Linked DNA regions of Mus musculus: region 2 is linked to region 1. Evidence: chromatin contacts called from public HiChIP or PLAC-seq data. All regions are on one chromosome and are shown on one strand. Each heading gives the region's core, a stretch centred on a gene start, on an enhancer-like site or on the middle of the called end of the contact. The rest is flanking DNA. Distances are from core to core; before and after follow the strand shown.

Region 1 (7,361 bases), core at 316-2,815:
GCCACAGGGCCCCCAAGCCCACACCCCCACACCCTTACTCACATACAAATAAATAAATAATAAATATATTAAAAGAAATAAACCGCGAAGAAGTGGTTAATTATACAGCGTGGGGTCTTGCCCCGCATGCACCGGGCTGTAGGGTAAATGCCTCAGTAGAAAAGGGCGCAGAGGGAAAGGGCAGTTTGAACAGTTCTGTACATTTGTATCTTGGTCGCCTCTCTATGGACGGAGCCTGAGCTCTCGGGGCCCTTTGTGAGTTGGTTTAGTATTTGCGCACACTGATGTGCCCCTCCTGTGCACATTAGAGCCTCTCCAGATGGAACAGCAATGTCAGGACAGTGCCCTGCCCCTGTACCGGCCCCTAAAGAAGTCGGTCAGTGGCGTAAAGTTGCCCATGCTCTGTGCAGACGCAGTCTGGCCAACAACGCGTGGCTGTGGGAACCTATGCACCCCCAGCCCTCGGACATCGGGAGCCGACTGTACAACAGCACAGTGTGTGCACCCCATGTTCACTTGAACCTCCCGCGCTTACTGAGAGGTACTGGGGCGGGGGTTGCCATTATGAGCAAAGCTTTGGCAAGCAGCTTTTAATGTTTATTTCAGTCGCCTGTCCTGTTCTTCCTTCGGGAAGGTGCCTAGAAACTGACTCGAGTGTATTTTATGAAGACAGAGAGTTTGAGATTTAAAACTTTTGACTCTGCTATTTTCTTTTCTCCGGAAAGTTCTAACCCGTGCCACTCACCACAGAAAAGCCTAATTTATTAGCGGGCTGCCACACCAACTCTGTTCCAGCGCAAACTGGGCCTCCCTGTCCCCAACTCAGCAGACCCACTGTTGGTACTGAGCCTGCTGGGCATCCTCACAGGCTGCTCCCCTGTCCCCTGTCCCCTGACCCGTCCCTTCCCTTTTAACTTTACCTGCTTACTCACCTCTGCCATGGTCCTTACATTAAAAACAGGCCCTCCAGTCTCATCTCCTTCCTTGGCAGCTGCGCTGTTACTTTTTTCTCCTTAGCATTTATCACCTTCCAATCAACCACACCATTCACTTATTTTTATTATTCTGGTCCACTACAATTAATCAGTAGAGCCTGGCCCCGTGCCTGGCATGAGTAGGCACACAAGAAGTAAGCGTTGAATCAAATCCACTGCGGGCACTAAATGCTACTCTTAGAAAATTGGAGCCCACCCTGCCACCCACAGCCACTGTGAGCGTCTCCTACCAGCTCCCCATCAGTTCTCTTTTTTTCCTGACTCTGAAGTAAACTGGGAGGCAGCTTCCTTTGGAGTTGTTTGTCCTGCTCCTTAATGAAACTTGGACTAGGCAAACCCTGCCAGATAAGCCAGTCTGTGACCCGGGAGAACAAAGGTCGGCTTCTGGAAGGGGTGCAGATGCTTCCTGGGTTCTCGGGGAGGGGAACCCACCAGGGCATCCGTCTCCCTGGGACCTCCCCGTGCTGGCTCCCCTGGCCTTGTGGACAAGGACGGCTGCCCACAGTCCTTGGAAGGCAGTAGCCTCTGGAAGAGGCTGTGCTGCAAACACAGGCCTGGGGACCGGAAAGGCAGGTCTCAGCAGACGCAGGGAAATCCCTTCCCTGGCCCAGCCAGGCACCGCAGGGAGTCCCTGTGGAGCCTCCCCATTGTACCACACTTCCGCCCAAGCCCCTGGACTTTCTACTGTAGCTGAGGAGCAAATTCCCAAGCCCAATATGGTCATGTTTTTAAAGTGCCCACAAGTCGATGAACAAAGTCCCACAATGAATGGTCTCAGGGTCAAATCTGCACCAAAAAAAAAAAAAAAAAAAAAAAAACAAGCTCAGCGCTCATCTGAATCACAAACTCACACTGCATTCCTCCCTCACCGGGTCCACGCCCCGCTCCCACCCGCAGCCCGCACACCCCTGCCCTACCCCGCACAGCCAGTGCCTTGCCCTCCCCCATAAGGTCTATAAAATATGGTTCCCACCGAGATTGGCCTCAGAGATTCAGCCTCCTAACTTCTGACTGGAATATCCTGGAATTCTTTTGGGGGGAAATGGCTGTTAGAGCCCAAATGTGTTCTCTAAATCTTCTCTGAAGATGTGTATGTGGTGGCTAAGCTATGCAATATGGTCTTTATAAACAAAACGAGACCAAAAAAAAAAAATTCTAATGTTCACACAGAAAGCACAGGACTCCTCAGTAGTTCGATGAGTTTCCAGAAGCAATCACTCCCCGGGGTATCAGTCTAGGGGCGACACATCCAGGTAAGCTCTGTTTAGATCAACAGACTACCCCTGGCCACCCACGTCCTCATAGACCCCTCTCAGAGTCTGCTTCCCACACTATGCTGACACGCAGCAGCTGAGACTGGGCTAGACTGCTCTTGAACTTGGGGCTCATGTGTTCTCCCGTGTCTGGCTTCTCTCAGTGTGAGGCATGTTATTGCAGTAGCAACAGTTCCGGGTTTTGTTTGGTTGGTTTTGGCTTTTTGTGGCTGGGCCGTATTCCACTTCAGGAATAGGTTAACTTACTTATTGGTCATTACAATGGCTGTCTGGACAGGGCATTCTTTTGTGTCTCTTGGTCTACCCAGCTCCCTTGGGTGTCCTTGGAGTATGGTTGCTGGGTGACAGGACCCATATGTTCTCGGCTTTACTTAGCTAGCCAGACAGATTCCCAACGTGGTCAGCCTCTGGACAGCCATGTCTGAGCTCCTTGCATGTCTGTGTCTTCGCTGATTCTCTCTAGCCTGGGCTTTCCAGTTTCAAGTCATTCTGGGAGACACATAGTAGCGTACGTCTCAGTTTTCATTTACACTAAGGATCATGTCTTCGTTTTAAAACTCTTGGCATGTAAGGCATGACACAGACAGCTCATGCTGGGGTTATAATGGGGATCTGAAGACAGGGCCTGGAGAGGGGCTTCCCAGAACCCAGAAATCAGGGAAGCCATGACAGTAAGGGTTGGAGAGGTGCGCTTGCCAGAGAACAAGAGATCTGATGTCACCATCCTCCTTGGTGAGCCCAGCCCCAAAACTCCAAACTCTGTCCTTATTTTCCACGCCCTGGCCAGTTTCCCGTCCTTTTCCGGCAATCCTTTCCGTTACCCCCCCCCCATCTCCTGGTTATCACCTCTCAAAGTGCCACTTAAGGGTCACACCTTGCAGACAGCTCCCTCCACCCTCCACTCTCCACTGGCTTTAACTCACTGTGAGTGGCTAATGTGTAGTCTGTAAGATTACAGCCTCTGGCATGCTTCTGTAACCTGAACAGTTTCCTCCCCCTTCTCTTCCACCTCCTTCTCCTTTTCCTCCTCATCTTCCTCCTTCCTCTCCCCCTCCCCTTCCTCCTCCTTCCCTTTCATTTGTTACAGCATTCTGAAGTTGGGAGACGACGTGGTGTGAAAATCTAGCTCTCTAGCAATTCTTGAAAAAAAATGAAGGAGAGGGCACCATGGCAACCAGCAGCTGGAAGCTGAGTGGCAGCTGCTACCTTTTTCAGGCATGTGGGTGCCCAGTTGACCACAGTCCTCTCCCTGATACATGATACCAGCTGCTTCCCAGTTCTGTGGCACGAGCTCCCCTCAAGCCAGACAGACCTCTAGTGGCACGTGTGGGTGACTGTTGTTGTTGTTGTTGTTTTAAGAGGTACATCGAGGAATCCAGAAAAGGGGGGTTGCAAAGGGAGGAGAGGACTCCAGGAAGGGTGTGGACAGGCTAGCTGTGGGCACGTGAAGTTCCATACACAGAACAACATGGCTTATGATGGTCCTGGAGAAGGCTCCAGGCAAATGATCCTCCACCAGCCACAACTCTGTGGTCACATATCCTACAGGATTAAGAGGGCAGGAACCAGAGTCAGGGGTTTTCAAGGCCACAGTAGTCTCATAGGGGGATCTTGACAGCTTCTAATCTCAAGGCTCTCTTGGTCTGGCCTGAAGTGCCGCAAATGTCCTGAGTATTCGTTTATGTGTGTATCATTTTGATGCACGTGTGCATGCGTGTTCATACCTGTGTGGGTACATATGTGTATATGTACAGGTTCACATAAGCACACATATGCGACCAGCTGTATAGAAGCCCAAATTGATGTCAGGTGTCCTCTTGACTCCATCTCCACTTGACTTCAGAGGAGGCAGGATCTCTGTGAACCCAGAGCTTGCCCATTGCAGCTAGCTAGTCTAGCTAGCCAGCTTGCTCTAGGGATCCTCTTGTCTCATCCTCCCCAGTTTGGAGATCACAGGCTGCCACCAGCACACAAGTCCAGGTTTCAGGTAGGTTCCAGGACTCTCAACTCTGGTCCTCACGATTGACAGGCAGTGTTGTACCCACTGAGCCACCTCTCTCTGCATCGATCATGAGTATGTAAGAGTGTGTGTGATTGGGTGCCCACACCTTCCTCCACTCAGCTGTAGTGTGAGAGAACAGGTCTCTCCTTCTCTTACCATACACTCCGGCTTACAAGTATTCATAGGGTGTGTTCACACTTCACCTGACTGCAGGCTCCCTTAGGGTCGTAGGATAGTTTGAAACCCTCCTGAGAGATTCGGTGTAGGCGGGATCTTTCAGCTTCCCACTCCACACATACTGGTTTAAGTGGCATGTGTCCACTGATAATCAATGTGGTCCAATTGCTAAGATCCATAAACTGATGCTGCACTCTGTCCAGTGCTGTGGCTTGGGGAACTCAGAGAGAGGCTACTACATTTGTCATCACTTTTCTTGCCCAGCAGCTTCCACAAAGGCCTGGAACAGAGATTAGGGTGAAGGGTGGGGTAGAAAATTCAACACAGTGACTCCTGACCCCAGTCACTTGTTTGTTCCTACAGGCCAAAGTTCAAGAAGCCGGGAGGAAGGGGAGGGGGCATGGAGGAGGGGTTGTGTGAGGGAAGAACTGGGAGGAGGAGGAGGGCTGTGATCAGGATATAAAGTAAAGAAAGAAAGAAAGAAAGAAAGAAAGAAAGAAAGAAAGAAAGAAAGAAAGGAAGGAAGGAGGGAAGGAGGGAGGGAGGGAGGGAGGAAGGAAGGAAAGAAAGAAAGAAAGAAAGAAAGAAAGAAAGAAAGAAAGAAAGAAAGAAAGGAAGGAAGGAAGGAGGGAAGGAGGGAGGGAGGGAGGGAGGAAGGAAGGAAAGAAAGAAAGAAAGAAAGAAAGAAAGAAAGAAAGAAAGAAAGAAAGAAAGAAAGAAAGGAAGGAAGGAGGGAAGGAGGGAGGGAGGGAGGGAGGGAGGAAGGAAGGAAAGAAAGAAAGAAAGAAAGAAAGAAAGAAAGAAAGAAAGGAAGAAAGAAAGAAAGAAAGGAAGAAAGAAAGGAAGAAAGAAAGGAAGAATGGAAGAAAGGAAGGAAGGAGGGAGTAGGACAGACAATGGGAAGGACCCTCTACTACGTGGAAAGAAAATAGACTGAGGTCTGACATATAACAGGGATTCCCTGGAATTGACCCTTAGTGGCTGCTATCTGAGACCAATTACATTTCGATATCCTAACAGAGGATCATTCATTCATTCTCGCAAAGAAACAAAGCAAAACCCATTTGTTGAGACTTGTTGCTGACTTTTTACTCAAGAAGTGACTCAATGCTTTAGGAAAACTAAGACCAAGGAAATCGATAGTGACTGCTGAGCTAAGGGGAGATGGTGTGGCTGGGAGGAAGTTATCTGAGAAGAAGGTGATACTTGAGCTGAGAGCTGAACTGTAAGCATCAAGCAAACGGGCTGGTACAAGAAGGCAAGGATGCTGAAGGGGCAGAGGGAGGCTGGTGAGAGTGGAGTGGTGATGGGAAGGGCCATGGACAGGAGACCGGGCCCTAGAGGCAGGCAGCTCAGGGTTTGTGGACCATGCCAAGGAGGCAAGTGACAAGGAAAAGCTGCGCTGTAAGGAATAAGTCAGGGAGAGTCAGGGAGAAGTGGGGATGGATACCAGTGAGGAGCCTCAGGTCCAAGATGATAGGTTAGGAGAAGGGCTTTGTGGAAAAGTCAAGCTGGAGGAGATGGAACAGTCGGCTCTTGTGAATGTATTGAGTGTGTGAAGTAGAGTCGAGAACCAAGCAGAGCACCTAGGTTTCCTTATGTTGGTCATTTTAAATGGTACGTTAGGCATTGTGGGTACTCTTCCATGGGGGCTCTGGATTCTGTTCTATTTCTCTGTGGAGCCTTGCACTTGTTTGAGTGTTTGCTTACTTTATAAAGAAGCAAGCTTGCTGGGGACTGTAAAGTCTGCCTCTGGTGGCAGTTCAGTCCCCAGCATTGGCTAGGTTATAGGGAGTTCTCCTTACATATGTGTTATTCAAGATCAATGCTGAGCAGATTATCTGTCACACAGAATCTGGACCATCTCTTTGGTCAAAGTTTTCATTTTAGTATAACTGTAGAATAACATCCCCTGTTTAAAAAAAAATCATGCAAGATAGCTCTAAAACTTTTTGCTGTTTTTGCATGTGCACATGCACGCACATGGGCACACACACACACACACACGGGCACACACACACACACACACACACACACACGGGCACACACACACCCCATTTCCAAGCCACAAGGGCCTTAGTTGAAGTTGAACTCCCTCCCTTCCTTCCAAACCTGCTCCTTCCTTGATTCCTGCTACCCCACACATCTCAAAAATTTGTTCAAGATGGCCTGGCAGTTAAGGGCACATGCTGCTCTTTCAAAGGACTTAAGTTTGGTTTCCAGCATCGATGTGTAACAGCTCACATTCACATACAACTCCAGTTTTAGGGGAGCTTACCTTCCTCTGACCTCCTAAGACACCTAAACCACCTACACGCTCTCTCTTTCTCTCTCTCTCTCTCTCTCTCTCTCTCTCTCTCTCTCTCTCTCTCGCGCGCGCGCGCGCACACACACACACACAAGTAAACAATTTAAAGAAGAGGAAGAGGAAGAGGAGAATGTTGAGGATCGGTTCTAATACTTTGAATTAATCTGGCTCCCAAAATCTAGAATCTGAGTGTCCAAATGCTGAAAGTCCTTGTCCCCAATTGGTTTTTGATCAACCAATAAAGAGCCAACAGCCAATTGCTGGGCAGGTAGACTGACATGGGTCTTGGAGATTTGCATGGCCTAGGAACTGGGCAAAAGGAAGGAGAGGAGAATCACCAGGATTTGGAGGGAGACAGATTAGATTTAGAGCCGCAGAAGAAAAATCATCTGAAATGTAGGTGAGAAGGAATGTGGTTCCTGGAAGGGCTGCCCAGAAGCCTCTTAGGCAGCAAAGATTAGGGGGCTGCCCAGAAGGAGCCAGGGCAGCAAAGATAAAATATAGAATTAGAGGGTGTTAGGCCAGGAGTACTGGGAAGAAATGTGTGCTAGCCACAGGGAGGATTAGAACTGCCCAGCCTTTGAGCTAGTCAAAGCGAATCAAAA
Region 2 (6,920 bases), core at 3,740-6,239, 120 kb after region 1:
CAGGAGGCTGTCAGGGAAGCTGAGGGGACAAGGAGATGCCTAACTTAAAGGTCCACACTGACCCTGAAGGACTTCAGTGTGCTAGCGAGCTGTGGGCCACCTCTAGACTTTCCTACAGTGGATGAGCAGCTGCCCCCTCCCCCTCCCCTCCCTCCTTCCTCCTCCCCACCTCTCTCCAATTGGTTCTATCTCACTCTTCCTTAATCAGAGTCTTCCCATACTCAATACGGGAAATCACGGTTGTCCATTAAGCCAAAGTTGTCCATTAAAACCATCCTCTCCTGGATACTTGCTGCTCAGCCAAATTGGTCTTTATTCCCCCAGTACGAGGATTGAACCTTGAACCCAGAGCCTTGCAAATGCTGAGAAGCTCCCTGTCAGTGAGCTTTATCCCCAAATCTTTGTTTATGTTTTTCATTTTGATTTAAAGTTTCTCTCGAAGTTTCCCAGGCAGACCTTTATCTTTCTATTCTCCTACCTCAACCTCCTTAGGAGCAGCGATGAGTAGGCCCATACCATTGGGCCCAGCTCCATCAGCCTTTGAATACTCTGGAGAAACTGGGCTCCTCCAGAGTCAGAGCTCTCCAGACTGTCAAGTCATCCAACCCCACAGACCTCCATGTGCCTCCATCTCCCCAGCCCCTTCCACTGCCAGGAGTGTCCCTTCAGCACACTGTAACACACTTGAACACGCTCTACTGAGTACCTTCTGTGTGCCAGGCACAGTTTTACAGTGCTTGCCATCTATGTTAAACAGGACCCCAGGGACATCTGTCTCCATAGCAATGGCTCCCGCGCTGGGCCATGGGTTGATGCAAGTCATGTGCCTTCATGAGCACAGCAGTTGCCCAGTATGTGGTTCTCAGTTGGGAAGACTGTTTCTCTGTTAGGTACCTGGGTACTGATAGCCCTACCCAGCCCAGGGTTCTCCACTGTTTACCTGTGCTCTGGTGGACAGTCAGACGGGGCTTTGCTTCCATGCCCACACTGCAGGTTTTGCTTCACAAAACCCCTCAGCCTATACTAAGACCAGCCCACAAGTGACCATAAGTCAAGGAAGACTGGAACAAACCTCACTGAGGAGGGTCTGGATCCAAAAGGAAAATACTGCAACCTCCCCTCCTCAGCAGAGCTGTGGTGATGTATCTGCCTGGCTCCTCCCATGACTCCAACAGTGTAGAGGAGCCCCAAGTGTCCACACTAGTATCCAACACAGAAGCACTCACCACCGGTTTCTCCTCTCCCTCTTCCCGCTTCCTTCCTTGCTTGTGAAAGTCAAGAAAGTAGCAATCCTAGAGTCTGCTTTGGGGCAGCACATCATTCCACATCTTCTGTCTGTCTGGGCTCTCCTCTTTGACTTCCTTCAGCAAACGTATGTCAAGTGCCTGTTGAGTATAAGGCGGCAGTGACTCAGGCACTGTAAACCGTTCTGGGGGCTCTGTCACCATTCTCCTCTACTCAATCTCACCTTATGGGGCAAAGAAGGGAGTAGATCCCATGCAAGGGAAAGGGTGAGAGGAAAGGGCCAGAGGAGGAGGGAGACATGGCTGACAGATACTATGCCATCAATTCCAGGGGACAGAGCCTAGCTTCCCAGTCCTCCTTCTGGGACTGGATCCAACCAATAGGAGACATGATATGAGGTGAAGTGGAGGAGAGTGTTATCCACCACACACACCCCATTTCTTCCTCCCTCAACACAGGTCCAGTGGAGGCTCCATGCAGTGATCTCTGCGGGCTTCCTTCCTGACCAGGTATTGGAAGTCATCCATGAGTCATCCTTCAGGAAGAGGGTCCCAGGACTCTTGGGTCCCACTCAGCTGGGAGCAGTCCCTCGGTAAAGATTGCCTGTGTAGTAATGCATGCTGAGTTGTTCTTGTCTCCTGATGTGGCCCACACTGTTGGCAGTCTGATGGAACTAAGCCAATACTCCCCGCCTTTACCTCATGCAAGTCAAGTGATACTCTTCAGTTGTTGGCCCAGACAACCTCATGTCCTCCCAGCTCCGTTTGCCTATGTGGAAAATGAGGGTGATGACCGTGAGCTGACCAGCCTTAGACTGTCACATGACTAATTTCCTCTTCATACTGGCCCAGAGAAGAGATGAGGATAGGGGGTGGGGGGCAGGGTTCAAGAGGCTCTGGGCTCCTGACAACAATAAAGCCCGAAGGCAGCCCAAAGGCATGTGTCATGGCCGCTTCTTTTTGTCCCACATCTCTGGTGAACCTCTCACATAGCCTTCATATGGCTCACCCAAGCTGACAGGATTTTACATACAAAATAGACACAGGCCACTCACTTTCCACAAAACGGGCTCATGCTTACCCTGCAGCTTTTATTGTCTCTTAGCCTGTCTTCCGCCCCTATAAGAGAATTCGAGAACCTGGGTAATTTATACACGACAGACATTTTAACTCATGATTCTGAAGGGTAGGGAGCCCAAGCATGTAACAGCTAGCAAGAAGCTTTAAAACTGCTGCCTCAGCCCATGGCAGAAGGTGAAAGGGGGTGACAGGGTAAGAACAGAAGGGGGCTGAATTCATTTTACAACTCACTCTGGAGACAACAAACCCACCCCAAGCTCTGTTAAACCATGGAGGCGGAGTTCTAGACTCCCAACACAGATACCCTGAGGCTTACTGTTTCAAATGCATAAATTTAGCAGACACATTCAAACTCTCCTCACCATGTGTCTAAGCACAGCTGACATCCTTCCGCTGTGAGCATCCTCAAGGCGGACGTGCTACCGGTGTTTGTTTCGTTGGCTTGCCCCTTCACCTTCATAACTATCTCTGGGATTTGGTGCATAACTTACTTCCCTGGACCTTTCTCCCAGAACCCCTCAGGAAGCAGGAAAGTTGCTGTCATACACTCTTTGATCTGATGGTTTTGTTGTTTGAGACAACGTCTCACTATCTAGCCGTGGCTGGCCTGGACTCACTATGTAGACCAGGCTAGCCTTGAATTCACAGCGATGTTCCTGCCTCTGTGGTGTGCACCACCACACCCTGCCAACCTGGCTATCTGAGGCTCACTCACAACAGTAACAGAGAATTTATTTTCCTTCCATACCCCTCACCTTCCTCTTCCTTTCCCTTCTCAAAATAACTGTGAATTTATTCTGAGCAGTCTGCGATGGTCCTCTCGGGGATGAAAGCATTATCCGTTATTCCCATGGACGAGACTTTTAAAACCCAGTTGATTTTTGTTCTGAAGAAAGACACAAAAACCAATCTGCCCCTTGCCCCAAAGGCCAGCTCTGGGCTTTCAAGTTCAAACAGCAGCCATTCCAGTGCAGCTTCAAGTTTTCCTTGGGGCCTTCAAAAAAAAAAGAAAAGAAAAGAAAGAAAAGAAAAGAAAAAAAGAAAGAAAGAGAGAGAGAAAGAAAAAAGAAAGGAACACTGCAGAGAGTTAAAAGACCCTGTTCAAAACAAGACTTTGAATATCAAGTGGACCAGCACGAGGAATGCAAACAGCACACTCACCTGGGCAAATTGAGAAGAGTTTAATAGAGACCATATACAAAGATGCAGGTCAGTTTATAAGACGATATAAAGCTCATCCTATGGCCAGCATCAGTAGGGGACCCTCCCAAAGGTGAGGGAACAATTACAGGAACTCAGAAAAGACACCACAGAGAGGGTCCCAGCCAGAAAATGTGGCTTTGGGCAGGAGATGCACCCAAACGACAGGGGCTCAAAAAGGAAAAGGTTATGGGGAGGGAGACACCCTGACTCTCTCTCCCTGTCCTCTAGGTACATCTTGAGGACCTAGAACAACATCCTAGGAACCCCTGATGCAGGCTTTAGGATCCAGCATCCCAAGACACTAAGCTGAGTAGATGAGGCACCAGGCAAAGCCCAGGTGCAAATGGGACATCTCCAGTACAGATGCACTGGGAGTCCACATTCCAATTAGACATCACCGGGTGAGTAGAGCCAGGGACTAGCAATTTTTCCAGGTTTATTATTCTTTTACAAATATCATCAACTATTTCCCTTCAAAAGGCAAAGTTTACCCAGCAATTAGAATTTGATTTTAATTATGGGGTTCTTTTTGTCCACTGACACATTGCTGTTTCTGGCCTCATACATTCAAGTAGATAAAGGTATGGAGCACAGTGGCAGTTTGTGTGTTTCTTGCAGCTCCACCCCCAGTCCTGCAATGTCCTCACTGACTGCATATAAAGGAGGGAAGAAAGCAGGAGGTTTCCCCAAAAGGATAGCTGGGAGGGGATACATCCACAGAAATGCCAGCCAGCCCTTGCACAAAGACTCGCATGCTGCCTTGCAAAGGTCACTCCCTACGTAAGTGGCTAAGCTCAGATCAGAATAGCTGCCTGTGCTCACCTGGACAGCTGACATCACAGAATCTCCAGGTGGCACTCCAGGTGGCCTTCTAGAGCAACTGATCCTTGAGCCCCAGATCAACAGAAGCCTTCCCAGAAAGGCCATTTCTCCATATTGCCATCAGGAATCCCCAGGTCTACCTAACCTGAGAGGCAAAGACCTTGGCAAGTGGCTTCCAGCTAAGGTTCCAAGAAGGGCGCTTCCTCCCCCCCCCCTCTGTTCTGACTGTCACACATGATTGCAGAATTGTATCTTCACTCATACCAACATAAGGCAACAATACAGCCAGACCCTGGGTACAGCTGGGAGCTCTGCTCAAGCCCAAGAACAAAGAACACCCCACCCATCCTGGGGGGTGGGGCTGACAGACAAACAGCTGGATTCACATAAAGTTCCTAAGATATGGCATCACCCAGTACTCTGCTGGACATGAGATGTCAAGGCAGGAGCTGTGGAAATAAACAAAGCTATCACAGGCACCCTCAAATCTTTCTGCATACTTTGCCCCACATACCCCTGGTGCCAGCACATAGGTGCTGCCTTTAATAGACTTGGGAAATGAATCAGAAAAGCACCATCCCGTACCGAGCAAGGGCAGACTGCATGAAGGTGAGAAGCCAGATTTCTAAGATTTTTGTTAACAACTGACCTTTGCAGACAGATCCAGGAGAGATTTTTCTCTTGGCACAGTGTCGGAGACCTGAGAGAGGGGAGGGAATGCCAGGCCTGGTGATGTGCATCTTTGCCTCTCCTGGGAGCATCCCCTGGGTCCTCTTGAAACACCTATTGTTTCCTGAATGGTGGCTGTGGGCTTGCTGGTTCCTTTGCGTCATAATTCCTCAATGGAGGCCATTGTCTCCTGCCACAAGCCCCACAGTTCTTGTCTTTCTCGGTGACAGTGTAACAGGATCCAGCAGTGCCCAAAGGAGGCCTCCATTCCCTGCCAGAGTGGGCAGAAGCTACATGGGCATCGTGGAGGAAAGACAGGCTCGCTCCACCCCTTAACTGGAGACAGAACTTGGCCTACCTGGCCGGAGCAGATTTCAGTCAGTCAGTACAGCCAGCTCCTGTTCATCCCGATCCTCGAGCCACGTGACAGCCCGTTTCCGCTGCTCTGCAGACTGCCAGCCTTCAGGGGTACACCATACCTCCTGGAAGTGGGACCCATGGTCGTTCCCTCCTATGCTGAATGGAGCTTGCCTGTATAATCTGTTGTAGGAACGGCAGAAAGGGTCCTGCTCATAAAAGACACCGTGGCTTCTGCCTCAGTCTCTGGGATCACTCTCTTGAGAGAGTTGGCAACCATTCCGTAGACAGGTCTAAGAGTGAAAAGTGGAGACTTCCTGCCCACAGTCAGCATGGCTTCACCATCTGTGGAAGGAGCCATTTTGGAAAATGATCCTATGACCTCAGTGGAGCCTTGGATGGGGGAGTGGGAAGGGGTGGGAGTGGAGCAGGTGGTAGGGAACAGGGTTACATCCTGCAGTCCACAAGCTCCGAGCCAGGACTGAAACAAACTAATTCCAGGTTCCTGACCAGCAGAAGCTAAGAAACCCTAAACAACATTTCCTGGAGTTTGGGAGACAATCTGGGTCCAATCCGGATGAACCACTGACGGAAGAAGAAATCTGACGCTGGCAAGCTGTCCTCCAACCTCCGCATACATCCCATGCGGCACCCAAACAAAATAGATGACTGTGATTAGAACTAATTGATCTGCTTTAGGGCCTGGGTCCCTTTCCCAGCATGCTTTGTTTTATGACATTATATGGTTAATATTCTGGAAATAAGACCCAGCGATGCCCCTGCTCACAGAGAGTGGACATAGAGAGGCATGTGCCTACACACTTGCTCCCCCAGCACCTCCCTGCATTGTTCTGACATCTTCATCTTCCTTTCTTCTGTCACTCATTTAACAACCAGAGAGGCTGTTAAAAAAATTAAACAAAGCAGGCCAGCTCTGGCCAAATTGGAGTACCTGAGGCCCATTCCTCCCCAGATATTGCCTTCCCACCAAACACTAAATTCTGTTCCTCTTACAAAAAAAAAAACCCTGCAGCTCTGAGTCCATATCCGAGTTCCACTTCACACCAAGTACTGACCGGCCAGACCCTCAAATGACAAGTCATGTCTCCTTAAAATCCAACTTCCTTGATGGTTTTATTTTACAGTCATCATCCTTAAAGGCCAACCTATCCAAACACCATTGTGTCCTCTTGTCCCTCCAAGGCTGTATCGCTAAGGTCATAGGGGGAGGGGTGGTTCTCAACCATCTTCATCTTGAAAGGTCACTGAGCCTTGGGTCTTTGCAGAGGTAACTCTTGAGCCCTCCAGTGCTTCTCATAACACCCAAGAGACTCCTTGAACTCTTGACACAGACTCCCTAATGTCAAACACTTCATGACACTTGTGCAATCTGTCATGAGTCCTCTAGACTCATGGTTGCACTTGGGGATTTTGCTAAGTCTTTGTTTAAATGTCTGCCAGACTAACTTTACAACCCGTTCTCCAGCACTGTCTGAAGTGGATTTATCTCTGCTGGTGAGAACTATTGTAAGTTGCCACAAAGTT

Evidence for each region. HiChIP or PLAC-seq counts read pairs in DNA pulled down with a chosen protein or histone mark.
Region 2: a contact with region 1 is called in an H3K27ac HiChIP or PLAC-seq map of extraembryonic endoderm stem cells, with 2.3 times the contacts expected there. The contact joins the promoter of Banf2os here to the enhancer-like site in region 1. A contact is called at or near these places in 10 of 484 Hi-C or Micro-C datasets (the AtT-20 cell line, B cells, the HL-1 cell line and 5 more) and 4 of 115 datasets of contacts at active chromatin or transcription factors (embryonic stem cells, extraembryonic endoderm stem cells, microglia and 1 more).

Annotation. Positions count from the first base shown.
Region 1 is chr2:144,084,891-144,092,251 of GRCm38.p6, forward strand. The region is part of intron 2 of Banf2os (a long non-coding RNA gene); the gene reads right to left. Among named protein-coding and RNA genes, the nearest start is that of Banf2, 55 kb to the left of the region's middle. Within about 2 kb of position 1,566, at least 61 of the 459 cell types and tissues checked have an H3K27ac peak or open chromatin away from gene starts, as enhancers often do. A contact at or near this core is called in embryonic stem cells, extraembryonic endoderm stem cells, granulosa cells and 3 more, where this site is marked.
Region 2 is chr2:144,202,871-144,209,790 of GRCm38.p6, forward strand. Banf2os (a long non-coding RNA gene) reads right to left here and starts at 4,990. Exons shown (of 3, transcript XR_003953916.1): 1 at 1,227-4,990.